Regions from separate parts of the Danio rerio genome. Here region 2 is linked to region 1. The links are chromatin contacts, called in public Hi-C maps. All regions are on one chromosome and are shown on one strand. Each heading gives the region's core, a stretch centred on a gene start, on an enhancer-like site or on the middle of the called end of the contact. The rest is flanking DNA. Distances are from core to core; before and after follow the strand shown. Region 1 holds the start of nop58 (NOP58 ribonucleoprotein homolog (yeast)). Region 2 overlaps cdk15 (cyclin-dependent kinase 15).

The links. A called contact is a pair of places that touch in the nucleus more often than the background predicts.
Region 2: a Hi-C map of embryo shows a contact between it and region 1, with 2.0 times the contacts expected there. The contact joins the enhancer-like site here to the promoter of nop58 in region 1. A contact is called at or near these places in 9 of 18 Hi-C or Micro-C datasets (caudal fin, embryo, fibroblasts and 2 more) and 1 of 4 datasets of contacts at active chromatin or transcription factors (caudal fin).

Annotation. Positions count from the first base shown.
Region 1 is chr6:10,599,517-10,605,010 of GRCz12tu, forward strand. It overlaps nop58 (NOP58 ribonucleoprotein homolog (yeast)), which reads right to left and starts at 3,731. Exons shown (of 15, transcript NM_001009889.2): 1 at 3,541-3,731; 2 at 2,617-2,693; 3 at 834-886; 4 at 472-596. The coding sequence starts at 3,585. It overlaps sumo1 (small ubiquitin like modifier 1), which reads left to right and starts at 5,099. Exons shown (of 5, transcript NM_213159.1): 1 at 5,099-5,212. The coding sequence starts at 5,201. LOC137496041 (small nucleolar RNA SNORD11B) reads right to left here and starts at 404; the gene lies at 322-404. LOC137496040 (small nucleolar RNA SNORD70) reads right to left here and starts at 763; the gene lies at 673-763.
Region 2 is chr6:10,668,407-10,674,234 of GRCz12tu, forward strand. cdk15 (cyclin-dependent kinase 15) reads right to left here. Exons shown (of 14, transcript NM_001040308.1): 12 at 4,198-4,246; 13 at 3,886-4,028; 14 at 2,923-3,644. The coding sequence ends at 3,532. Among named protein-coding and RNA genes, the nearest start is that of fzd7b, 40 kb to the left of the region's middle. Within about 2 kb of position 4,090, at least 19 of the 62 cell types and tissues checked have an H3K27ac peak or open chromatin away from gene starts, as enhancers often do.

The sequences.
Region 1 (5,494 bases), core at 2,481-4,980:
CATATGCTGTGTGTTCAAACTACTCATTTAAAATGAACTGAAACAACGATTCTTAGGGCAAACCTTACTGTTTTCTTCAATCCACCTAAATTTGTAAAGACTATTCATTTCATTTTGTCCCAACACAAACTAATTGTGGAAGCCAGCATATTTACGGTGCATTCAAACTGAATATATTTACTCACATAAATGTTAACAGGCAGTTGAAAAAGTAATTAACAGCCTGAATATGGTGATATTAGGTGGTGTAAAACAAACTAAAAGGATCTAAAGTAATAGGATAAAAAAAATTAACTTTAATAAATGACTCCTTGAGAAATAAACAAGCTCAGATGAGGTAGTGACAAAAAAGCCTCATGATTTTTCAGCAAAATGACGCATGGTCATCATCATCACAGCTTGTTGTTTCTCACAGTCCAAATATCTGCAGTATCATTTCAGCACATTAAAACCTGAAATCCTGCAGCTTACCTTAATGACTCCTCCCAGTTTAGCGTCAGTGATGGCCAGCTGCTCGTGAGCCTCTTTGGCCACAACCTTCTTCAGAACTTTCTTCAGACTTTTCCCCAGTTTGCCCTCCACCATGGCTGTGGCCGCTGAAGATGCACAAGGATTTTGAAAGTGAATACTCTTATATCTGTTTTGTCTTGCACTATATACATTAAGAGTAAGATAATTGTGGTCTCAGTGGTAGTGACGAATAACTGTTTGGTGACCTCATGGTTGAATTGGGTGAACAGAAACATCATAGACGCACAGATAAAAAAAATACAAATAAAAAAAAACTTTAAGAGTCTGCTCTACAATAAGGCTTATCATTATGGAAATGTTACCTGCGAGAGCTTCTGTCGTGTCCTGGAACTTCTCAAAATGCTTCAGTTTTACCCTGAAAATCAAACAAACATACAAATAGTGAGATTAACAAACTGTTTGTGATTGCAGAATGACGGCAAACATTTGAAACTACATATTTGCCTGAAATGTTAAAGAATTTACACAACCTAAATGAAAATTATGACTGAAATGAACTTGTGAATTTGTAACAATGGCTAATCTGAAAACTCCCTATATTGATGTTATATGAATTACTTTTAATATACATTACTTAGAAAAGTCAAGCCTAAAATTAAGTTTACTTGCATCAACTTCTAAAGAGATATAAAAAAGTAACATTTTACATGCTGCAATGTTCACTAATAGTTGTACATTAGGGATGCAACGATTCCCTATTGAAAAAAAAGTATTGTCCTATTGTTCTCCCACGTTTTGGTGCGCCCTGTGATTCACGGCTCAGAAGATGCATTTTTTAATATTAGTTTGTTAGTAGAAACAACTGCAACAAGGCAGTTTCCCCCCCTTTGTATGCTTTTGATTATCTTTCACGCTTACTCTAACGTTGATATTCTCGTCGAAGACCTAACATTCACATCTCGTTTCGGTGTGTGTGGAGTTTCTGTGGGTTTCAGCATGGCAAGTGAAGATACAGCACAAAGATGCAGGTAAGGCCAAATCACAGAGCATTGCTGTCAGTGTCAACAGACACAAAAACATAAATGCCATTTTTTTGCTGTTGTTGCAGCGATAGCCTAGATCAGTTGTCACCAACAGGTGGATCAAGGTCCGTGTCAGGACCCAGAAGCGTCCCATAAGGGCTCGGACAGTTACTTCAGTCCCGCTCTTTCTGAGTGTTCTTCCGCACCAATCAACCCCGCTATTCACTCTTTTTACCCGCTGTCTGCTAAGTTTTCTTCTCGACTGACTGTTCCCCCTGAATTAGGAGAGAAGAGCCCAACACTCTCTCTGCTTTAGTTTCATTCACTACGATGGTGCTAGTAAGTGTAAAGGAGCCCTCTGGAATCATAATAAATTCATTAAGAAATCATAAATAAAAATGTGTTGTTGTCTTAGAAATGCAAGCATCATGTAAACAGAAGTAATCAATACTTTAAAAGTGCCCAATTACGAATATGTGTTGACAATTATTAGCATAATTGGTTGAGACTGTTGAGTGGAGATGTAAAATAGAAAAATTAAAGCTTTCTCTATTTTCTTAGCAGTTTATTTGAACATACAATTTTCAAAATGCCCTACTTTTATTTAATGCAAGAACATGCAAATCTAAGGTCATGTGTGTAAAGCTATTGCATTGTCAGGTGTTTGTTCATCAATAAATATGTTTATTGTTCTTTGAATTGTTCTGTAGTCATTTTTTTCTAAGCATAGCACAAACCATACCATACAGAAACCGTGATTATATTGATTTGTTGCACCCCTAGTGTACAATGTACAACTTGTCAATGGGGAGCATGTAAAAATAATTCACAGAAGTTGACACTTATACAATCTTCATAGAGATTAAAGCATTGTTGACACCAAATGAAACGCCATACATTGTCCAAAATTACCTGAAAATAAAACATGACTATATCGATAAAGTAATATATATAAAAAAATAATAATTTAATATTATATGTGTCAAAGGTCTTAAAGCATGTTTGGTTCCTTATTTATAAACTATATTATCAAAAATTCGACTTAAACATCATCAAATCAAGGACATTTCTGAGACAAGGCAACATTAAATATAATATTACACATTTCTACTGTAAAACTCACACTTTGTTGGCTTTTTCCGGCGTCTCAAACTCCTTCCACAGGCTGTCCACCTGCTGGAGCTTCTGTTCATCCAGGACCTGGACAACAGAAAAAGCTGTTGATTAAAGTGCACAGACACCATCTAAATACTAGACTTACTTAAAGCCTTCAAGCGGTCGACACTAAGCATTGAGGTAAAGTTGGTTTTATATTCGCAGTCATTCATTTAATATTCCCTATATTGTTTATCATGGTACTTTGAGTGTTGGGTCTGAAATCGCATTGAAGTATGCCTTAAAGCAACATAAGCACCAATTAATCGACTGTGAACAATGTTATACGTTGATAAGCCATTGACTACTAATATAATTTTACCAATCAGAATTTGTAAATGATACTTTTCTGAACTTAATTTAAGGAGAATGTGCGAAAGTGAAAATATAAAACCAACTTTAACGTTACCTCTAACGTTATACGCTGAGCGACCATGTGGAAACATGAGCTATAGTGGCGAGGTGCATTTAAACAGTAAATATCTTCATAAGATTTAATTAAATATGTAAATACATTTGTTGCATCTGTTTTGCAACTACTAAATTATATTTTATCATCTTGACTACTTTAAAAACAGTCCAAACTCGACTAACAGTGAGTGTAGAAAAAGCGCTGAAGACACAACGTGGCTGTGCTGCAGAGCAGGCCACATGAGACCCGCTTTACCCTCATTGACACACCGCACTGGGGAAAAACGAGTGAGCTACAAAATTACATATGTACTAACAGCATTTGCATTAATAAAAATCCTTAGATTGTACGTTTTGTCTTTTTGAAAGTCTCGGACAGCACTGCTAACTTCGCCGGCTAGCTAAGTGTAACCGTAAAAGCTACACAACTGCAAGAAAACGGCTACAAATACATTTAATTAACACAAAAAAATGAGCTTACCTTAAAAATGGCATAGCCGGCGGCAGTTTCAAATAACACTAACATTTTTGAAACAGCTTTTCTTGCTCTGAATAAAGTTTAAGGTCGAGCTCCCGAGACCGAGAGCCTTCCGCTACAAGAAGTCGCTCTCTCCACGAGGCGCACATGGGACAGGACGAGCATGCGCAATACTGCCAGTGAAATGTGCGCATGTGCAGTAGTCTCAGCCTCATTTTCATGCACCATCACCTCGTGTTGATTTTCAGTTTTCGAGTTTTATATTCAAAGTGTGTAGAGACAATATTTTGGATAATGTCATATTCCAAATAATGAGGATGATGATGATGATGATGATGATGATGATGATGATGATGATGATGATGATGATGATGATAATAATAATATACTAAACAAAAGTTTTGTAAAAAAAAAAGATATTTAAATGTTTTAGACAAAAAGATGAATAAACAATTATAATATGAAATATTATTTCAATTTTAAATATCTGTATTGTTGTATGTAAATATGTTTAATATTCCAATGAGAGTTCAGAATTTGTTATGGTCAATTTTACTTGGTGCTCTATGATTAATAATAATTCTGCTTGATATTTCTGTTAAATACACAATACATTCAGCTTTCTAAAATTCTCAGAAGAAACTGTATTTGAAATAAAATGTTCAGTAACATTATACAGATTTTTTATATTACCTTTGATCCACTGAATTAGTCTTAATGTCTTTTTTAAAATCTATGGCATTAAAAGTTATAAATACATAAAATAAACGATTTATTGTTTTATTTATGCAGGAATTTGCGAATTTATTAACTAATTGATTTTTTATTTGCATATTAATTTATTGTTTTATTTATTTATTGCTTTATTTATTTACTTTATTTATTCATTGCTTTTTATTTTTTATCTTTTTAATTTGTGTATTTATTTTGTACATTTGTTTATTTATTTAGCATGTTTATTTATTGTTTTATTTATGCAGGAATTTGTCTATTTATTTATTAATTTATTTGTGTATTTATTTATTTATTGTTTTATTTATGCAAGAATTTGTATTTATTTATTTTTTGTGTATTTATTTATTTATTGTTTTATTTACACAGGGATTTGAGTATTTATTCATTTATTCGTGTAGTTATTTATTAATTATTTTATTTATGTAGGAACTTGTGTATATATTTAGTCATTTATTTATTTATTTATTTGCGTATTTATTTACTGTTTTATTTATGAAGGAATTTGTACATGTGTTAATTAATTTATTTATTTGCGTATTTATTTATTTGTTGCTTTTGCAGGTTTCGTCCTCCAGAGGTGTAGTGTAGTTGTCACATTATTTTTGCACTCTAATATTTCGTGACCAAAATACTGATGTGTTTTTTTTTTTTTTTTTTTTGCAAAATACGGGCCTCCCTATGTTTTACCAATAGCAACATCGCAGATGGCGATTGGAGCCAATCAGAAAGAGCGTGGTGAGAAAAACAACGCTCGTTGGGTCATCGACCCAGTGTCATAGAAAGTCCAGCCCCTTTCCAATGACGTCAACGGCGCTGTGTTGTGGGTCTGCTGGTAGCACTATCAAAACCTCTCATTACTGTACATAACACTGTATCGTTTAAATCAAACAATCTTGATCTACAGAAGGGCTGCACATTGCGGAATATCATGTCAGACACGGTGAGTCTAAACCTGTGATGCTGAATCGAACTTTCATGAGAGCAGACGAGAAAGACGGACTTATAGAAAATGAAAATAAGAGGGCCCAGCTTTTAGCCTGTCTAGCTGACTGTGGTTTGGAAAGTATTTTTGATAAAAATGCTTGAGTGTTTTTAACTGTGCATAGTTTCTGGTTCTCGCAATTTACACATTAGTCCAATTTACTGTGTTCACAAATGCCAAAAATATGTGAATTTCTTCCTCAAATCGTCCAATTAGCATGTGTGCTAGTTAGCTGCTCTG
Region 2 (5,828 bases), core at 2,840-5,339, 69 kb after region 1:
GGTTTTACTAGGTATACTTGAATCATCCAGGCAGGTGTGTTGAGGCAAGTTGAAGCTAAACCCTGCAGGGACACCGGTCCTCCAGGAGCGAGATTGGTGACCCCTGCTTTATAGATTATCAGCTAAGTGTGAACTCTTGAAAACACAACAAAGCCTTAAACATACACTCTGAACCACCCCTTTAAACGAACACACTTACCCTAATTAATCCAAACCACAAACAAGCATTTACCGGTGCCATTTTTACAATATTTATTCAGAGGTGAAGACACAGCTTTATTGTATACGACTTGATGAATACATACACAGATTTAACAGTATTGCATATTATGCTGAAATGTGTGGATACACTCAGGCACATCCATTTATGACATCAGCGCTGAGTGGCATTGAGTGTCTATTATCTGAACGTGTAGTATTGCTGTACATCCTTACTTACAACATTGACTGACAAGCAGCAAGCCTCAATCTCTGCATTTTACACAGTAATTACACATTATGCCAATTTGTAAAGTTACTGAAACGATTCGTTAGGAACATATAAACACATTTCTGTTTAAAAACACCTCTGAACATGTTTTAACACAGTGGCCAATAAAGTACGGGTGAAATATGAGTATATGTTGTACAAAAACAGGTTATTTCAGATGAGACTCTCTTCAGGTGTTTTTTTTCATTTATGAATCCATACAAGTAATTCGTTTTTCACAATAGAGCTTTGAAATATGAGTAGACATATTTTTCCCAAAGGTATTTTCATATCACATAACACCTCTCTCACACTCTCAATCTCTTCTGTGCAATATATACAAAAATCTGATGTCATATAAAATTAATAACAAGTGCATTTAACTTAAATGTATTCAAGTGTGCTGGAAAGCAGACATATCTGATCCTCTGTTGCTGATTATTACCATCTCAAAATATAGGAGGACGTTTCATGATGATAAATCGGCTTGGATTTGGATCGTCATGATCTACCGTAAAACTCTCTCTTTAGTTCTAAATGTAAAAACACAAATCCTATGAACCTGTATCTGATGTTCTATTGGAAATCTGTTACATGAAGCTGATTCTGAACAAACGACATACAAGCGTCACTGTCATGCAACATTATAGCTATGTTTCCATCCATCCATTAGACTTAGCAAAACTGGAACATTTAATAAAATATTTGCGAATAAAGCACAGTTTCAACAAAATGACCAAATATCAAAAATAAAAATGGAATTTGCTGCAGGAGATGAAGCCACTGTGGGCTTTTTTTCTTAAATACTGTCACACAACCAGCGATCGCTCTCCTGAGATCGCTGGTTCTCACACGAACTCTCAGGACTACACTTCCGCATTCCCCAGGACTACACATTCATACATGCACTTCTCCCAGACACGCACGCCTGCTCATTCGTCTAACTTGATTGCACTCACCAGCTGAACCCTGTCAGAGACTGATAACACCCCATACATAAACCACTCATTCACTCACCCTGGTTGCAGAGTCTTGTTAGCTGTTTCAGTTGCATTACAGAGCAGTTCTCCCTGTCTTGTTTCTCCGTGTTAGACCCTAGCCTTGTTTACCTTTGTTCTCCTGTTTAGCCACCTGCCTTTTGACCTGTTGCCTGTTTATACCGACTACGATTCTGGACTGCCTTAACATACCCGTTTGCACCTGTATGACCACTGCTTGCCTGACGCGGTATAAACCTGCATATTGGATCTTACCTCCTGTTGTGTCTGTCACTCCACCCCATCGTTACATATACTAAATTACTTTCGCCTCAGATAATAAAGACAAACTGCTATGAATGTGTGGTGGCTTTTGAAACACAGACGCTTTTTAGACAATTCTAGAATGACCAAAACAACATTTCAGACATTGTGCAATGTTGTCAGCCTGCTGGTTTGTTCATTAAACGCTGTCCCATCACACCCATTTTTGTCAACACATGATGAAACTAAATCTTCAAACCGAATCACACTTTGATGCGCATCCTGAAATTTAATTCAGTAAATGCGTTCCCACAGCATTTTAAACCCATTTTTTTATTGGATGAAGGGTTTATTTTAATCAGTTGTGAGCATTAGTTTAATTCAAATATTTATGAGCATCTTGTCATCTTCCATATTTTTGAGCGATATTATTAAATACGCTTTAAAGTACACATAAAATCCAAACTAACCATGTTGATTTTGTTAGCTTTAGTTTTGTGGTGAATGATTCATCTAATGTCATTAAGAAAAAAATCATTTGCCCTTTGTTTTCAGTTAAATTCTCAGATTAGGTCTGTCGGAGGGATTGGGCGTGGCTAACATACTTAACCACGCCCATCCAACTGTAATTTTTGACAGAGCTAAAGCAACAAACAATGATGGTGTGGAGGAGGTTATTATTAGGGGGAGGAGGCAGGGAGAGGTTTTGCGCTCCTGCACGTGTGGTCAGTTTCACGGTAAGTTGGATGTACAAAGAGAATATGCGTGAGATTCCGTGTATGCAGTGTTTCATACATCTGAATTTTTTACTGCGTACACATAAAGCTGTGAATGTGCGTGTACGTTTTAGTATGAATTCAACGCAAGTCTTCGTACATGAGGCCCCTGATGTTTTTAAAAATGTTTTTTTGCAACCAACAGTAGTTGCCACTTTTGCTTTAACCATTCTTTGAACAGATTGTTACTGGCCTAACCATATGCACGTGATCATTTGTTCGTTATCACATACGGTAGGCCTATATTTTTCACCTGCTTTCTTTTGCTTAGTTATGTTTAATATGGTTTAATTAATTTTTTTTTACAATAACATTGCTTTAATAGGAGATTAACTCCCCATTTATGTGTAGTTAACTGGTGATCTAAGAGACCTAGTCGTTATTTTAGATACATGGTAATAATGATATTTTAATTATCAATAGTTTCTTTTTTTTCTTTTTTTTAAATTTGTTGAATAAAAAGTGCATCTATACAGCTATATTTTGCTTGTTTTTGACACATTATTAAAAAATTGTGGCTAAGAAAAAATTATTTATTTTTGGTGTGGTCAGAAAAAATTGTGATAAAATTTGAGAAAATGAATCTTTAGTGTTGAGCCCTGAATAGTCATGTGAAATAAAACTATTTGCAATGCGACACTATAAAAGCTTAACCCAATTGCTTATGCTCATTAAGCAAGCTCATACACAACACAAACAAAGCATGTGGGAGGAGGCATGTGGACATAACATAAAATCTAAATCAAGTCATTTTAGCCAAAGTCAAATGTTATGCATGTAAAATATATCTCCCTACAACAAAATCGTGGCTAGTAAAAAGGGCAAGTGGCTAGTAATATTAAAAGAAAGTAACCAACTATTATCTATAATTGAAGCTAACAGATGCTAACCTTGATGACAAATCTGTTAAAATGCCTGAAAATTGAGTCCAGGGTTTTATGACCTTTAAAATAGATGGATGGAAGCATAGCTATTGTCCCGTTTACTCATGCTGGTGTGTTTTTAGTTGTCACAAGCACACCAACTATTAACAGAAGAGAGTCTTTCACCAGCATTTGGCCAGTGGAGCGAGAGGCGTCTTCGTTCGTCTGCTGGGGCTGAAGATATCCCTCGCTTCCGACTCCAACCTCACGCCCGGCACCTTAAAGATGGACACAGCTGGCGGAGAAAGAGAGCGGGTCAGAGAAACGACAGCACATACAAAGAGACAGCAGGAAACCGACGTTTCTAAGATTGCATAATCTCTTTTCATCTCGAGTCGGTGTTGAAAAAGGTTGCCAGCTTTTGACAGTAACTAGGAGGGATTTGGCTTTGATCTGGTCTGTAACGGGACCGGATTAACCTTTGAAGCTGGAATGGCGTGCATTCCGCTCATATAGTGAAATTCTCCGGCACTTACTGTCCCTTAGATGCATTAACGGAGGTGGAAGAGTGTTGAAATATGGGTGCAGCAATGCATCCTGGGCTGAAATCCTGTCCTTTGGATTCATCATCAGCATCTGCTGGGCCAGATCCTCCGTCTTATAAGGTAACTGAGAGAGCCTGAGCCAGTGTACACACACACAGAGAAACAGAGCGAGAGAGCTATGGGTCAGACATCCATTAGTGTGGGGGTGGCTGAAGACTTCTATACAAAAACCCTTCTGTTCCCCCTTGGAGCCAAGACACACACACATACGAGCACGAGCATGCACGCATGAACTGGTCTTACCTTTTCCAGACATCTCGGAATTGCTGGGGCTTGCAGGGCAGGAACCACTCTAGAGGAACACAAAGACACCTTTTTTAAAGCTTAACAGACCACCAAAACATCCAGCTCTGATCAAGTGTCTTCTCTCAGCACGTTAAGACAATCTTCATTGCTTACACTTCTTTGCGTTGTTCCAAACCTGCATGACTTCCAAAAAGAGATGTTTGGCAGAATGTTCAGGCTGCTCTTTTTCATGCAGTGAAAGGGAGTGGTGACTGGGGCTACAGCAAGCTCCAACAGTTATCATTATTAAAGGAGTAGTTCACTTCCAGAATGGTTGGTCAAAATTTCCCCTCTATAGACCCTTTTCACAAGACTGTTATGATGCATTTAATGGTCATCAGCAACTCAAGTCCTTGAAATCTTTTAATATTCAGTTTTTTGTTTTTTTTTTACAAAATATATGAACATTATATGCATTTATGGATGTATTACTGTGCATCCGGAAAGTATTTATAGCACTTTACTTTTTTCCCCATTTTCTTATGTTACAGCTTTATGGATAAAATTAATTTATTTTCTTAAAATTCTGCACACAGTACCCCATAATGACAATGTGAAAAAAGATTTCTTGAAATTGTTGCTAATTTAAAAAAAATAAAAAACCTGAAAAAACAGCCATTGCTCAATACTATGTTGATGCACCTTTGGCAGTAATTACAGCCTCACGTCTTTTTGAATATGATGCCTCAAGTTTGGTACACCTGTTTTTGAGAATTGTTGGCCAATCCTCTTTGCAGTACCTCTCAAGCTCTATCAGGTTGGATGGGAAGCGACAGTGGACAGCCATTTTCAGATCTCTCCAGAGATGTTCAATAGAATTTAGGTCTGGGCTCTGGCTGAGCCACACAAGGACATTTACTGAGTTGTTGTGAAGCCACTCCATTAATATTTTGGTGGTGTGCTTTGGGTCATTGTCCTGCTGAAAGATGAACAGTCGCCCCAGTCTGAGGTCAAGAGCACTCTGAAGCAGGTTTTGATTCAGGATGTGTCTGTACATTGCTGCATTCATCTTTTCCTCTATCCTGACTAGTCTTCCAGTTCCTGCTGCTAAAAAACATCCCCACAGCATGATGCTGCCACCACCATTCTTCACTGTAGGGATGGTATTAGCCTGGTGATGAGTGGTGCCTGGTTTTCTCCAAACATAACACCTTTACTCCAAAGAAGTTAATTTTAGTCTCATCAGACCAGAGAATTTTATTTCTTATGGTCTGAGAGTCCTTCAGATGCCTTTTGGCAAATTCCAGGCAGGGAGTGGCTTCTGTCTGGCCACTCTACCATACAGGCCTGATTGGTGGATGGTTGCACAGATGGTTGTCCTTCTGTAAGGTTCTCCTTTCTCCAGAGAAGAACCCTGGAGTTCAGACAGAGTGACCATTAGGTTATTGATCACCTCCCTGACTAAGGCCCTTTTTTCGCGATCACTCAGCTTAAATGGCCGGCCAGCACTAGGAAGAGTCCTGGTGGTTCCAAACATCTTCCACTTTTGGATGATGGACAACACTGAGCTCATTGGAACTTTCAGAGCAACAGAAATTTGTTTGTAACGATCCCCAGCCTTTAATTTGGACTTTTAACTGTATGTAATG